2 separate regions of the Triticum aestivum genome follow, and region 1 is linked to region 2. Evidence: chromatin contacts called from public Hi-C data. All regions are on one chromosome and are shown on one strand. The core of a region is the stretch at or near the end of the contact, and the rest is flanking DNA. Distances in the headings are between cores, read along the strand shown. Region 1 holds the start of LOC123119642 (heparanase-like protein 1). Region 2 holds the start of LOC123119638 (polyubiquitin).

Region 1 (6,700 bases), core at 3,538-6,037, 600 kb after region 2:
TTCCATGTCTTGGGTTTTTTCTATCTGAGATTCTGAGGTTATTTTGCATGCACTTGCATGTGACAGCACCAGTCATTTGGCCATATTGTTAGTGTTTACAGTTGAAGCATTGACTTCAATGCATGCTGGTTGGTGGGTTGATCAGCAGCAGTTTATGATCATTTCTGTTTACAGCCAAATTATTATTTGAATCTGCATGATTCTTGTTCTTCAATTTCTTATAAAGTAGGAGACAATCTCTTTCTGAAAGTTCTGATAAATATCAGGAGAAAGTTTTCGAGCTTTTCTTTATTGTGAATTTGTTGGACTTAGGTGGCCCAATTGGGGCAGAACACATCAACACAAACCATTTTCAGTATTTGTATAGTTGAGAAGCGCTATATTGTTGTAGCTGAAAAACTCGCATGGTATCCTATCTAAAAACTACAGTTCATCGCTAGCAAGCGTCAGCCTCAAAATCTGGGAAGACGACGAAGGCAATGGACAGCGGCGCGACATAGATCGGTGAACTGGCAGAAACTTGCACCGGGTACATCGGAGGGATGTCACCATCTTCAGTGAGCTCCAGAGGAACTCCATTCAGCAGCATGGTGCGTGCAAAACGGTTCCCGTCTTGAGCCGTCAGGTGGTATTCTTCCCTCTTCTCCAGCCCATCGGAGGCTTTGCTCCCAACCCAGGAGACCGTCCTCTTCAGGCCATGAACAAAGGAGCTGTCCCTTGTTATTCCCTGCCCTTGCGCTAGGCCGACGTTGAGGTCGTTCCTGACGGTGACCATGGACCCCATGTTTTGGCTCAGGTTGATCAAGAGGAGAGCGATACCGCCCTGAAAAGAACATTTTAAGAGCACACCAATCAGCCAACCAGTGACTAAAGTCACAGCACTCTGCTATGTTTACCAAGCCTAAATCAATCTCATGGGGCCACTCTTACCTTCTGCTTTCCGCAATGCGCATAGGCACGCAAGTATGAAGTACCGCCGAAGTCTATGGAAAGAACTCCATTCCCCATTAGTCGATGCCACAACAAGGCACTGAACATTTATCAAAGTTTAGTAATCTGAAGCATATGCGGACGGTAAAGTATGTTTCTGGCAGGAATATACAGTACAGGTACTTGCCTGTAGTAATCAGGGTTCGGCACGTAAGTATCGGTGTCGAGGAGGCCATAGTTGCCTCCAATTAAAGTCTGTCTGCAGTAGACCTTGGTGTCATACTTTGCTGACTGACCAAGTTGATCAAGATACCTAGTTAAAACAACAAATTTCAGGATGAGAAGACACGAGAAGAATGATGGCCGTGATAGTCTGTTCTTCTGAAAAGTAATTACCAGAAGCTATCCAGGAAAGTATTGGAAACGGTACGGCTGCCGCTGTTATACGCTCCGCCAGCTTCCCCGACCCACGGAGCCGACCATGGTCCATGTCGTTGTATCGTGAGCTGGAGATCTCTGAATGTGTCTGAAACCCTGCTTAAATGCTGCGGGTCCAAGATTCTATTGGCCACATGTGGATCATTACCTAATCAAGATTGAATAAATTATCTTGTGCCATCTTTGATATAGGAGAAAAAATAGAAATAATTAAGGTGTACTACCAAGAACTGAAAAAACACTCACCAGCACCAAGATTGTAAATATGGTGAGTCATTCCTCTGACAACATTTGGCCCAGAGACGTCAAGGAGCTTAGCAAACCATTGTTTGTCATAGAATCCTCCTGGGGCTAGCACCAATGGTTTGCTAGAGTTTTCATATAACTGATCGACGATCTTTTGAAGTTCAACCAGGTCTTTTCCGCATTGTTCAGCTCCCACGCTTGCACCGATTCCACTTCCACTCAGTTCATTACCTAGTAAACTGCATAGTTACTTATATAGCGCTTTGCACACATGAAAGACGTTCCTTGCTTTGCGAGCAGCAAATATAGTTTTGGATTTGACAATGTATTACCAAATTCCCATGAATCAATAGGATAGTTCATTGAAACAGTATATTCCATAAACTCCTGAGCATTGCTTGAATTCCAAGCACCTCCCCAAACACCTTTGCGTATCTGCTTTCGCCCTCGAAGTGCATTAAGACCAAAAGTAATAACTGCACTGAAGGAATTAAACAAAAAATAATTAGAAAATGCACTGCATATATTATTATACGCTGCTAAAATTTTAAAAGAAAGATGATGGGGGTATTTTTAGTGCACTAATACTTTATCCCATAATATATGTTGCATGTTCAGAAGTCTGATGTAATCAATCACAACTCGCTTAGAAGAAAATATAGATGGAAATTCCTAAAGATAAGCAACTGGCAAAGGCATTCACCCTGTATTGAGGAACAGATCATTCATTGCATCCCATCTTTCCATGGTTATGCATCCTTTAGAAAATCCGAACAAGCCACTTGAAGCCTTTGTAAATGGTCTGCATGGAGATCCTAAATTTGGTGTTTCATATACCACTTGATCTTGTAAGGAGCCTCCGACTCTGATGCGTAGTGGGCTAAAAGCTACAAGAATAAATTCGGCAGAAATATTCATCAGGGGAAGAAGATGAGGTGCCATCAAGACCATAAACTAGACCGTTATGAAAAGACGGTAAACAAAAAAGTGAAGAAACTAGCTACACAAAAAAAGGAAAAACTTGCGAAGTGAAGACTCACAAGGATATTTCAGTGGCAGCTCAATTATTGTTAGATGCTAGGTTGTAAATGACTCACAAGGATATTTTACCCTTCTAAAAATTTAAGAATAAACTGAGCCTCCATAGGGAGTTGTTTTCTTTTTCGGAGAAAACGCAAAGACTTTGCGTTTCTTTTCATTCATGGGTTTTTATCATTTATGCCACTAGTTGTGTCTCACTACTCAGTTTTGTCATTAGAAATTACAACTGCTCAAAAATGCCATCGCTCCGTGAGATGTTTTCTCAAAAATGCCATTAGATATCTAAAAAATGCCATTGTTCCATTAGATATTTTCTCAGAAATGCCATCAGACATCGTTATTGTCAGGTCAAACTCATTGACCATGTAATGACAAAAATAACCCTATACCCACTTGTTTGGAGTAAGCAAGCGAATAATTTAAGAGAAAATAAGAACGTTGTTGGGATCAAGTTGGACCCACACTTTATTGTAGTGAGATAGAGGGAGAGCTGACATGTTGCTCTATAGTTATTTTGGTCATTATGACATGGCAAACGAGATTTGAGCTGACAATCATGGTGTCGAGTGGCATTTTTGAGCATGCACCTAACGAAGCGATGGCATTTTTGAGCAGTTGAAATTCCTAGTGGCAAAACTGAGTAGTGAGTGACAACCAGTGGCATAAATGATAAAAACCCATTCATTGAAAGGTGGGGGAACAAGTTACAGTAGAAAATAGGGGAGTTGTAACTGAAAAGTAGAAAATTCTTCAATTGACAACGGTCAGAACACTAACCCTGGATAACTTTAGCTAGCAACGGATTAGTCAAGTCCTGGAAATTCGGAGAAAGGCCAAACTTAGTAATTTGCGTAAAATCCAAATTCATGTGATTAATAAGAGTATTATTGGGATTCAGGACCTACCATATTCAAGATAGAAGCCTTTCCCCATGGGCACTGATCATAGTTGCACTTCTCCGGAGGCCACCAATCAAGGGTAGCGCAAATGAACTCATCACTGGTCGCAGCGATCGTCTTGGAGCCCCGTACGATGACGGTTACGTCGGAGTAATCTTCCGACAGGATCAGTGTAGGCAAGCAAACAAGGAGAAGAAGGAGAGACCACAACCTCATGCTTCCACCACCTGCAAATGATGTTGTCCACCAAATAGACAACTAGAGCGGTTCAGGCTTATCATGCTCTTTAAATAACGTGATTAGTTGGTATGGAAAGGTCCAAATTCCTGCTCTGTTGGCATAGCTGAAAGTGACAGCCACAGGTCCATTTTTCTTCCATATGTCATCTTTTCCAGGTTTTAACAGGTCAATTCATTATCAGCTTGGCTTTATTCATGTAAGATTCGTCACTGATGAAACGCCATTTTAACTCACATTTAAAAAAAATGTTTTCCACTTTGCATATTTCTTTCAAGATTTTAAACTTTATCAATCGGAGAGTAAAGTTAAAAATTATTATTTTTTAACAAATTGCCCCAAAGATACTGAAGAAATGATCTACAAACCTGTACTACCTGTTCCGCTAAATATTTGAGCACATCGAAACCCAGCCGAATCTGAACCTCCAACGGAGCAAGAACACGCTCTACGGCTCTAGTACCAGTGGTTCAGAGGATGAAACCAAGCAACACCAACTCCCTTCCCAACATACACCTAACCAGTATCGAATCTATTGAAGCAACTAAAACCAAGCCGGGCGCAGTGGCGATTTGCTGCAGATTTGCAAGCTAGGCAGTGCAGAGAAGGCGGAAGCAAACGGAAACGGAGACGAGGGCCATTAATTACCTGGAGATCACAGCCAAGCCAAGGGATGCTCCGGAGCCCGCTCGGAGAGTCACAGGAAAAAGAATGCTTGAAGAACAGAGCAACAGGTCCCAGAATGGGGCCCAGCGGATCAAAGGAAAATATGGCGTCCTTCTCCCGGAGATCCTCGCCGTCGCCGGCGCCGCTTGTCAGCGGTTGCCAAGAGTCGAGCGGCGCTTCTCCGAGAGAGAGAGGGAGAGAGATTCTTGAAGGAAGAAAAATCTGGAGGTAGCTGCCGGTCCTCTTTATATCTCCCTTTGAAGCCACTCCCCCTGGAGAAAGCTGTGCCTCTCCTAATTAAACAGCAGCGGTATGACGACAAACCAATTACTTCGGTCCAAATCTGAACACTGAAGACGATGGTGCTTCTTGCAGAAGTTGAAAAAAGATGGGCACGTTTTCACTCCCCGCCACTGAATTCTTTTGTGGTCCCAGCCCAAGCTATTTTTTCGTATTGACTGGCAATACATTTTCTGTGAGTAATTAGATTGATCATGTGAGAGTGATGCTAGTAGATTCCCTTTCCGAATATTACTGCTTTGCTATTGGGCAATATTGACCATTGGATATATGCGGCTGAATGGATGAGATCTGTTAGATCTCTGTAACTCGCATTTTCAATATTGATATGGATATAGACTAGGTATGTGCCCATGCGTTAACAGGGGCAAAATATTATTTTTAACACAATAAGAGGACCATGGGATATTTTTTCATGCAAAACAAAATAGATAAAATAGGATTATGATTTGGTTATAAAGTATATATTTTTTTTGTCATTTTTTAACTGAAAAAATAGATATGTGTCTGTGATTGATCTTCTTTATTGGGTTATATCGAAGATAAGGGATTGACTGATATTTATTTGCTGATTGACTTTTTATTGGGTTATCAAAGATAAGGATTGATTGATATTTATTTGCTTACAAGCATGAATTTATTGCTATTGATTGGGATACCAAAGATATCCGAGGGAGGACGAAGGGATGAGCGAAAACATGTTCGACGGAAGAGGAAACCTTATCATCTAAAAAGATCCAAAAGGGCAGATTCAACAAACCTCGGCCGTCAAACCATGTCAATCCAACGATCCATATTGCTCCAACGGCGAGGGCTCAACATGTTTAGCTTGCAATTAATATCATATCAAATATGGATATCAACACTATCCATATAATTAACGTGTAATTGATATCTTGCCTAATGTCAACATGCAATTAATTTTCTCCCGAATATCAACCTGCAATTAGTTTTCTCCCAAATATCAACATGTATTGCGCGTGTACATTTACTACTACCTCTGACCTGGTTTATTTTGGGTCGAACTTTGACCTTTTAATTTAACTAAAAAGTAATTTATATACCATAAAAATAACATCATTCAAAACCTCTTTCAAATATGGATCCAACAATATAAGTTTTGTGACATACAACTTATAATTTTGTTAGTCAAATATACGGTTAAAATTATGCACAACTACTACCTTCGTCCTGATTTATTAGTCCCCTTTGTATTTTGTGCAAAATTTTGACCATGAATTTAATTAATAAAATGTTAATGCATGTCACAAAAAATAGTATCATTGGAAACTATGCTCAAATACGAATCCAATGATATAACTTTTAATGACATGCATTAACATTTTGTTAATAAATTCTATGATCAAATTTTGGCACGAAATACGAAGATGGCCAATAAACCATGACAAAGGTAAGTGGTACGAGAAAGTTGGCGAACATAATGTAGTGAGGTTGGTATTATTAGGGGTGGCATACATGTGGGTCCAGAGATGGCATTCCATCAGCCAATGTAAAGCATTTGCAACATGACGTCGGCGTTGACGACATAACAGTAAGCAAGTATGGGAGTGTTCCAAAATTAGTTGGATGTGAAAAATTGTTAGTAAGAAAATCCTACCATGAGTCATGACCATGATTCTCGCACCACCACCACCACCACCAACAACAACAACAACAAGGAAGAGGAAAGTCATGACCATGATGATAATAAAAAAGGAGTCATGACTATGATAATCTTGTACTTTATGGTGGCCAAGGAGAGCATCAATCTTAGATAATGCGCACGCGAAGAAAGCCAAAGGAAACTTGTAATGATCCCTGACTTGAAGAAAGATCAAAGGATTAATGGAGGACGTGATGTCTCTATGGCGAACGGAAGTCCAAGTCAGAGATCAACTAATCCACGTCACGCATTTTCAATGCGGATTAAAAGTGACAACAGA
Region 2 (7,496 bases), core at 77-2,576:
TCGAGCGTGATGGTCTTGCCGGTGAGGGTCTTGACGAAGATCTGCATTCCACCACGCAGGCGGAGCACCAGGTGGAGGGTGGACTCCTTCTGGATGTTGTAGTCAGCGAGGGTGCGACCGTCCTCAAGCTGCTTGCCAGCAAAGATGAGGCGCTGCTGGTCCGGAGGGATGCCCTCCTTGTCCTGGATCTTCGCCTTGACGTTGTCGATCGTGTCAGAGGACTCGACCTCAAGGGTGATGGTCTTGCCGGTGAGGGTCTTCACAAAGATCTGCATCTGCAAACATAAAGTGTACCAAAACCATAGTAAGGCACTCGTAATCATGAAACTGCAGAACATAAAGCATATATGAACTAGAAAGCCACGATCCAAGAGGGATGAAATTGTAACTATGTGTGAACATCTCAATAGGAACAATTAGATAGCAGATTGATGTTCAAGTTTGACAACAAGCTAAAAAAATCAGTTAATATATATGATTTTCAGACAAGAACTGATGCACAAGTACAGATAATTTCAAGTTTTGACACAGCAAGCTACAATATCTAGTTAAATCAACAGTACTATTGTAAGCAAACACAATTGACTCTTAGAGCAGAACCGGTGCACAAGAACGAATCCTCCAAACAACTACTAGGCCCAACAACTAATATAGGAAACAGTTTTGCTAAAGCACATCTAGATGTGCCCCGGTATATCCGTTGACAGATCGCATAGGTGCGACATAAAAGGCTCATGAGCGCCACAAAGTCTGAACGACTCAGCAGGAACAGAGCGGAATCAATCAACTACATACGCCTAGATGAACATAATCAACATCAGTTGCATCTCAAATCGGCAGATCTACCGATAATCCAGGCATAATCGTGAGAGATTTCACGACAACGGAGCCAAATCAACAGCAATCGATCAACAAATCTATATGGAACGAGCGGAATCAACTAGACACCTCTAATCGGCAGATTCACCCGATAATCCAGGCATAATCGAGAGGGATTTCGCGACAACCGACTACGGGGCAGATCAACAGCAATCAATCAACGATAATAGCGAGGAGCGCGGTCTGGGATTCGCGTACCTCGGAGGACGAGAAAGCCTTGGCTTCGATTCGATCGGAAACTTTCTGGGGCTCGCTTGGCAGGGAGGATTGGATGAGTGGTGGAGGAGACGGGAGGGGATGGGGATTTAAAGGGAGAAGAGTCCCGTGAGGCTACGGCACGGGTGACGACGGGTGGGGAGCGATGCGAGGCCTCCACCACGCAATTTCGGGGAAAGGCAAGGGAGAGGAGAGCGACCCCGCCGCGGAGATATCAAAGGTTTTGGCCAGCTATAGAAAAAGGTTGGTGACCGGCTCACGCCGCTAGCACCGTCCGTGCACGTCGGCCGTCCGTTGATGAATCTTTTCTCTACCCCTAAAAATATCTTTTCTCCTCGGAAAAGAAAATCCTTTAAAACAACTTTAATGGGCCGACTCAAATGGACAGCGATTTTGTTTCCTTTTCGTCCTTTTGGGTCGGACGCCCGGCGTCCGTCTTGTTTTTCTTTTGGGTCGGCCATGCACCCAACTCCGCGACCCATTTCATGTCCGCGCATAAATTCGAAAAAGGCTCATGGCTATAGATCATGCCATCGGCCATGCCGTCGTCCAAAGTTGATGCCGGCATCATGCCTGCGGCCGACATACAATGCCAGCCACCAAGAAAACCACCACAGTTCATGCTGGCGGACTTGCCAGCGGCCGGCACACATGCCAACACACATAAAATGGGCGGGAATTCGACCACGCCATCTCGGTCGTGGTCATGCCAGCACACTTGCCGGCATACAAAAAGGATGGCGCTCGCCGCCATAGATCACTCGTCGTCGAACTTGAACATGTTGGCCTGCATCTTCTCGAACCAGGGCCTCTTCCTCGGCAACACGGTGTTGAGGTCCACATTGGCGGCCTCGATCGCGAGCATCTTGGCTTGCTTCTCCGCCTCCATCTCAAGCCTCCATCTTTGGATCTCCATGAAGGCGTTCATTTGCTCTTCCTTGTCTTGCCGACGCTTCTCCTCCCTTGAGTCCTTACTTATCCTGCCCTTCACGGTTGCGAGCAAGGCGATCGACACCGCATCTTGCTTGTCCTCCTTCTTGGAGTTGGTCTTCTCCCACGGCCGTGGCTTTTTTCACCCTCCCCAACCTCCTCCACGGCTTTCTTCCCCCCACGCGCCATGAGGGCGGCATATTGCGCCTTGAACTTCTCCTCCCCATTGATGACCATCCAGCAATGGGAGAGGTTGAAAGGCTTGCCGTCATGTTGGACCTTGAATGCCTCCAAAGCTTGAAATGCCTACAAATGAATAGCATGCAAGCATATGGGCAAATGGACATGCGAAATGGATATGCAAGCATAACGGGAATGGAAACAAAGAGGGGCGCATGTATACCATGTCTTGCATGTCGATGCCACTCACGGGGCATGCCTTCACTACCGTAGGATGCTGCTAACGCGACATGACAATCAAGGACCCTTCGACTAAACTGTGTGCGATGCAATAATCGCAAATGGTGATGTAAAAAACCGTCAAAAAAGATGCAAAACGTTTGCGATGGCGGATACATCAAACACGATTTGGATTTTTGCATGTGCGACGCGAGGCATACAGTTCAGTACAATGAACTGTTTGTGATGAGGCAGAACAACAGAAACAGGCAGCCAGATGAAGGTGTATGCGATATACGACGTACAGTTCACTCCGATGAACTGTTTGTGATTAGGCGGAACAAAAGAAACGGTCAGCCAAATCAAGGTGTGTGCGATAGAGGGCAAACAGTTCACTCGGGTGAATTGTTTGCGTTGAGCCAAGAGAACAGAAACGGTTCAATTTAACAAGATGTGCGTGATACGTGGCAAACATGTCTATAATCAGAAATGTGTGCGAATATCAATAATAACACAGACGATTGCTGCTAATAAGACGTGTGTGTTGTGCGATGAGATTGCATACAGAACAACAACATATATACACACGCTTATAAGGACATGATTGCATAATCAAATTAAACATCCAATTACATAGGTGGCTACTACACACATGACATTTGCACACACCAAAGTAAACTATTACATGCATAATTACATAGGTGGCTACTACACACATGACATTTCCACACACCAAATTATTACATGCATAATTAACTAGGATAAATGATTATCTGATCATCATCTACTTCTTGTGACGCTTGCCACTACTGCTTTGCTTGTGGCTCGATCCCACCTCGTCGATTTCGGTAACGAGGCACTTCCTCATGTCAAGGACCCGCCTGTGCATCTCGTAGCATGTGTACGCGCTCTTGGCCGCGAACTTGAGGTGAGGTTCATCCAGTTGCCGCGTCCAGGCCCCGTGCCAGGATATGGGACTTGTTCCGTTGGCATCCCGCTTCATCTTTTTGTAGTAGGGGTCGATGATGGCCGAGGCGATTTCAACCAGTGAGTCCTTCTTCGTGCTGCCCCAGACCCTGTAGTGGTCACGGATTTTGACAAGGTTCTTGCAGGCCAAGCCCGTAACCTTGAGCGCTTTTATATCATTGGAGGTTTCCACAAAAGCGAACGTGTAGTCGGTTTGACAAACCTGACAAAACGGTCGCAAGGCTCTGTGGCCATGCAGTAGTGGTAGATGAGGACATGATGGCGCACGCACAACTGGGCGACAACAACCTTCTGATCTTTGCCAGGACGACCGCCGGTGTACGGGAGGTCGATGCCAACCACCATGTACTTGTCTCGAGCAAGCAATTGCTCCACGGTGTTGATGTAGTCCTCGACCACGGCCGAGTCGATGGTGTACACCACCGAGAGATCCGTCTCCCTGGCGTAGGTCTCCACTTTATGCTCACCAAACTCCATTGGAGCGCCGCTAGATATCCTCTCTGTATGTGTCGTCGTGGGTGTGCTTGTTGTGTTGTGGGGCGAGATCGAAAGGTTGAAGAGACTAAGGTTATAATGGCCGCGGAATTAATTGGGAAGCCAGACGACCTGGAATATCCGCACGCCCGGATGGCAATTCTAATTTGCAGCGCGTAACTCCATCGTGTCGCACGTAACTGCATCGTGGCGACGCGCGCGGCGCAACCGCATGCATATGGCCCCCAACATGATCGTGCGCAGGCCCCAACCGCTGCAAAGCGCGCGCGCAGGGACGCGAGCAGAGCGCTCCGCTGTCGCCTCAATGGCGAGCAAGATATATACGCATATAGCAGTTGAACACGCAAGAAAAAGCTGTTCACAATCTGAGCGCATGGAGGTATGATACGTCTCCAACGTATCTATAATTTTTGATTGTTCCATGCTATTATATTATCCATCTAAGATGTTTTATATGCATTTATATGCTATTTTATATGATTTTCGGGACTAACCTATTAACCTAGTGTCAGTTTCTGTTTTTTTTCTTGTTTTTGAGTTTTACAGAAAAGGAATACCAAACGGAGTCCAACTAACGTGCCAATTTTTGATGATTTTTTATGGACCAAAAGAAGCCCTCGGAGTAAAAGAGTTGGGCCAGAAGAGTCCCGAGCCATCCACGAGGGTGGAGGGCGCGCCCTACCCCCTGGGCGCGCCCCCTGCCTCGTGGATGACTCAGAGACCCCCCCTGACGTGAGACCGACGCCAAAAATTCCTATAAATAAAGAAACCCCCGAAAAGAAACCTAGATCGGGAGTTCCGCCGCCGCAAGCCTCTGTAGCCACAAAAACCAATCGGGGACCCTGTTCCGGCACCCTGTCGGAGGGGGGAATCATCACCGGTGGCCATCTTCATCATTCCGGCGCTCTCCATGACGAGGAGGGAGTAGTTCACCCTCGGGGCTGAGGGTATGTACCAGTAGCTATGTGTTTGATCTCTCTCTCTCTCTCTCTCTCTCTCTCTCTCTCTCGTGTTCTTGATATGGCACGACCTTGATGTATCGTAAGCTTTTCTATTATAGTTGGATCTTATGATGTTTCTCCCCCTCTATCTCCTTGTGATGAATTGAGTTTTCCCTTTGAAGTTATCTTATCGGATTGAGTCTTTCAGGATTTGAGAACACTTGGTGTATGTCTTGCGTGGGATACCTGTGGTGACAATGGGGTATTCTATTGATTCACTTGATGTATGTTTTGGTGATCAACTTGCGGGTTCCGTGACCTTGGGGATCTATGCATAGGGGTTGGCACACGTTTTCGTCTTGACTCTCCGGTAGAAACTTTGGCGCACTCTTTGGAGTGACTCTTTGTTGCATGTTGAGGGATTGTTATATGATCTAATTATGTTATCCTTGTTGAGAGAACTTGCACTAGTGAAAGTATGAACCCTAGGCCTTGTTTCGAAGCATTGCAATACCGTTTACGCTCACTTTTGTTACTAGTTACCTTATTGTTTTTATATTTTCAGATTACAAAAACCTATATCTACCATCCATATTGCACTTGTATCACCATGTCTTCGCCGAACTAGTGCACCTATACAATTTACCATTGTATTGGGTGTGTTGGGATCACAAGAGACTCTTTGTTATTTGGTTGCAGAGTTGTTTGAGAGAGACCATCTTCATCTTACGCCTCCCACGGATTGATAAACCTTGGGTCATCTACTTGAGGGAAATTTGCTACTGTCCTACAAACCTCTGCACTTGGAAGCCCAACAATGTCTACAAGAAGAAGGTTGTGTAGTAGACATCAAGCTGTTTTCTGGCGCCGTTGCCGGGGAGGCTAGGTAAGCGGTACTAACACCCCGTCAACCAAGCTCTTTTCTGGTGCCGTTGCCGGGGAGGTTAGTGCTTGAAGGTATATCTTTAGATCTTGCAATCGAATCTTTTAGTTTCTTGTTTTATCACTAGTTAGTTTATAAAAGAAAACTACAAAAAGAAAATGGAATTGAGGGTGCCTCATATGCTGCATCTTTTTAATGTCTTTCATGAAAATAAGGATTCCGATAATTGTGCCAAAGTGTTAGAAGAAGAATGCAATAAAATTTTTGGCATACAATCTTTGAATGATGAGCATGATTGCAATGTTGTTAGTATAAATTCCTTGAATATCCATGATGCTAATGATATGCAAAGCTACAAGCTTGGGGATGCTATGTTTGATGAAGATGATATTTTTAGTCCCCCAAGTTTTGATGAGAATGTTTATTATGATGAAAGCATGCCTCCTATTTATGATGATTATATTGATGAAAGTGGATTTGGAGAGGTCATGACTTTATTTAGTGATGAATCCACTGTTTCGGAAGAGGTTCCAATTGATTATGAGAACAAAATTGCTATCTATGATGATTATTGTGATGACATGTATGCTATAAAGAATAATGATAACCATGAAACTTGTCATCTTGAATTTAATTTTCAATTGGATTATGCCTTACATGATAGTTATTTTGTTGAGTTTTCTCCCACTACTATTCATAAGAAGAAATTTGCTTATGTGGAGAGTAATAAAAACTCTATGCTTGTGAATCATGAAAATAGTGCTTTATGTGATGGTTATATTGTTGAATTTATTCATGATGCTACTGAAAATTATTATGGGGGAGGAATATATGCTTGTAGGAATTGCAATAATATCAAGTTTCCTCTCTATGTGTTAAAAGTTTTGAAGTTATGCTTGTTTTATCTTCCTATGCTAGTTGATTCTTGTTCCCATAAATTGTTTGATCACAAAACCCCTATGCATATGAAGTGGGTTAGGCTTAAATGTGTTAATCATATTCTTCATGATGCTCTCTTTATGTTTCAATTCTTATCTTTTATGTGAGCATCATTGAAATCGTCATGCCTAGCTAAAAAGACATTAAAGAAAAGCGCTTGTTGGGAGACAACACAATATTTACCCCTACTGTTTTTGTGTGTCCACATGATTAAGCTACTGTATTAATCATGTTTTATAGCTTTTGTTTCAATAAAGTGCCAAGTAAAACCTTTGGGAAGACTTGGGTGAAAGTTAATGTGATCTTGCTGTAAAAAACAGAGACTTTGCGCTCACGAGATTAGCTGTCATTTTTTACAGAAGAGAGCTTTTAAGTTCATTCTTTTTGCATAAGATTAATAGAAAAATTCCTTACGTCCAACAATTTATTTCAGAATTTTTGGAGTCACAGAAGTATTCGAGAGTTACAGATTACTACAGACTGTTCTGTTTTTGACAGATTCTGTTTTCTATGTGTTGTTTGCTTATTTTGATGAATCTATGAGTAGTATCGGAGGGTATGAACCATAGAAAAGTTGAAATACATTAGATATTACACCAATATGAATTTAGAATGAGTCCACAACAGTACCAAAAGTGGTGATTTATTTTCTTATACTAACGGAGCTTACGAGTTTTCTGTTGTGAAGTTTTCAAGTTTTGGGTAAAGATTTGATGGACTATGGAATAAGGAGTGGCAAGAGCCTAAGCTTGGGGATTCCCAAGGCACCCCAAGGTAATATTCAAGGACAGCCAAGAGCCTAAGCTCGGGGATGCCTCGGAAGGCAT

Evidence for each region. Hi-C and Micro-C count contacts between places; a contact is called where the count stands out from the background.
Region 1: a contact with region 2 is called in a Hi-C map of leaf, with 8 times the contacts expected there. The contact joins the promoter of LOC123119642 here to the promoter of LOC123119638 in region 2. A contact is called at or near these places in 2 of 5 Hi-C or Micro-C datasets (both in leaf).

The regions. Positions count from the first base shown.
Region 1 is chr5D:93,146,303-93,153,002 of IWGSC CS RefSeq v2.1, forward strand. It overlaps LOC123119642 (heparanase-like protein 1), which reads right to left and starts at 4,788. Exons shown (of 10, transcript XM_044539504.1): 1 at 4,440-4,788; 2 at 3,561-3,812; 3 at 3,433-3,469; 4 at 2,318-2,501; 5 at 1,947-2,095; 6 at 1,615-1,845; 7 at 1,327-1,516; 8 at 1,118-1,243; 9 at 931-1,030; 10 at 337-823. The coding sequence starts at 3,770. The coding sequence ends at 437.
Region 2 is chr5D:92,548,375-92,555,870 of IWGSC CS RefSeq v2.1, forward strand. It overlaps LOC123119638 (polyubiquitin), which reads right to left and starts at 1,327. Exons shown (of 3, transcript XM_044539500.1): 1 at 1,078-1,327; 2 at 64-275. The coding sequence starts at 275.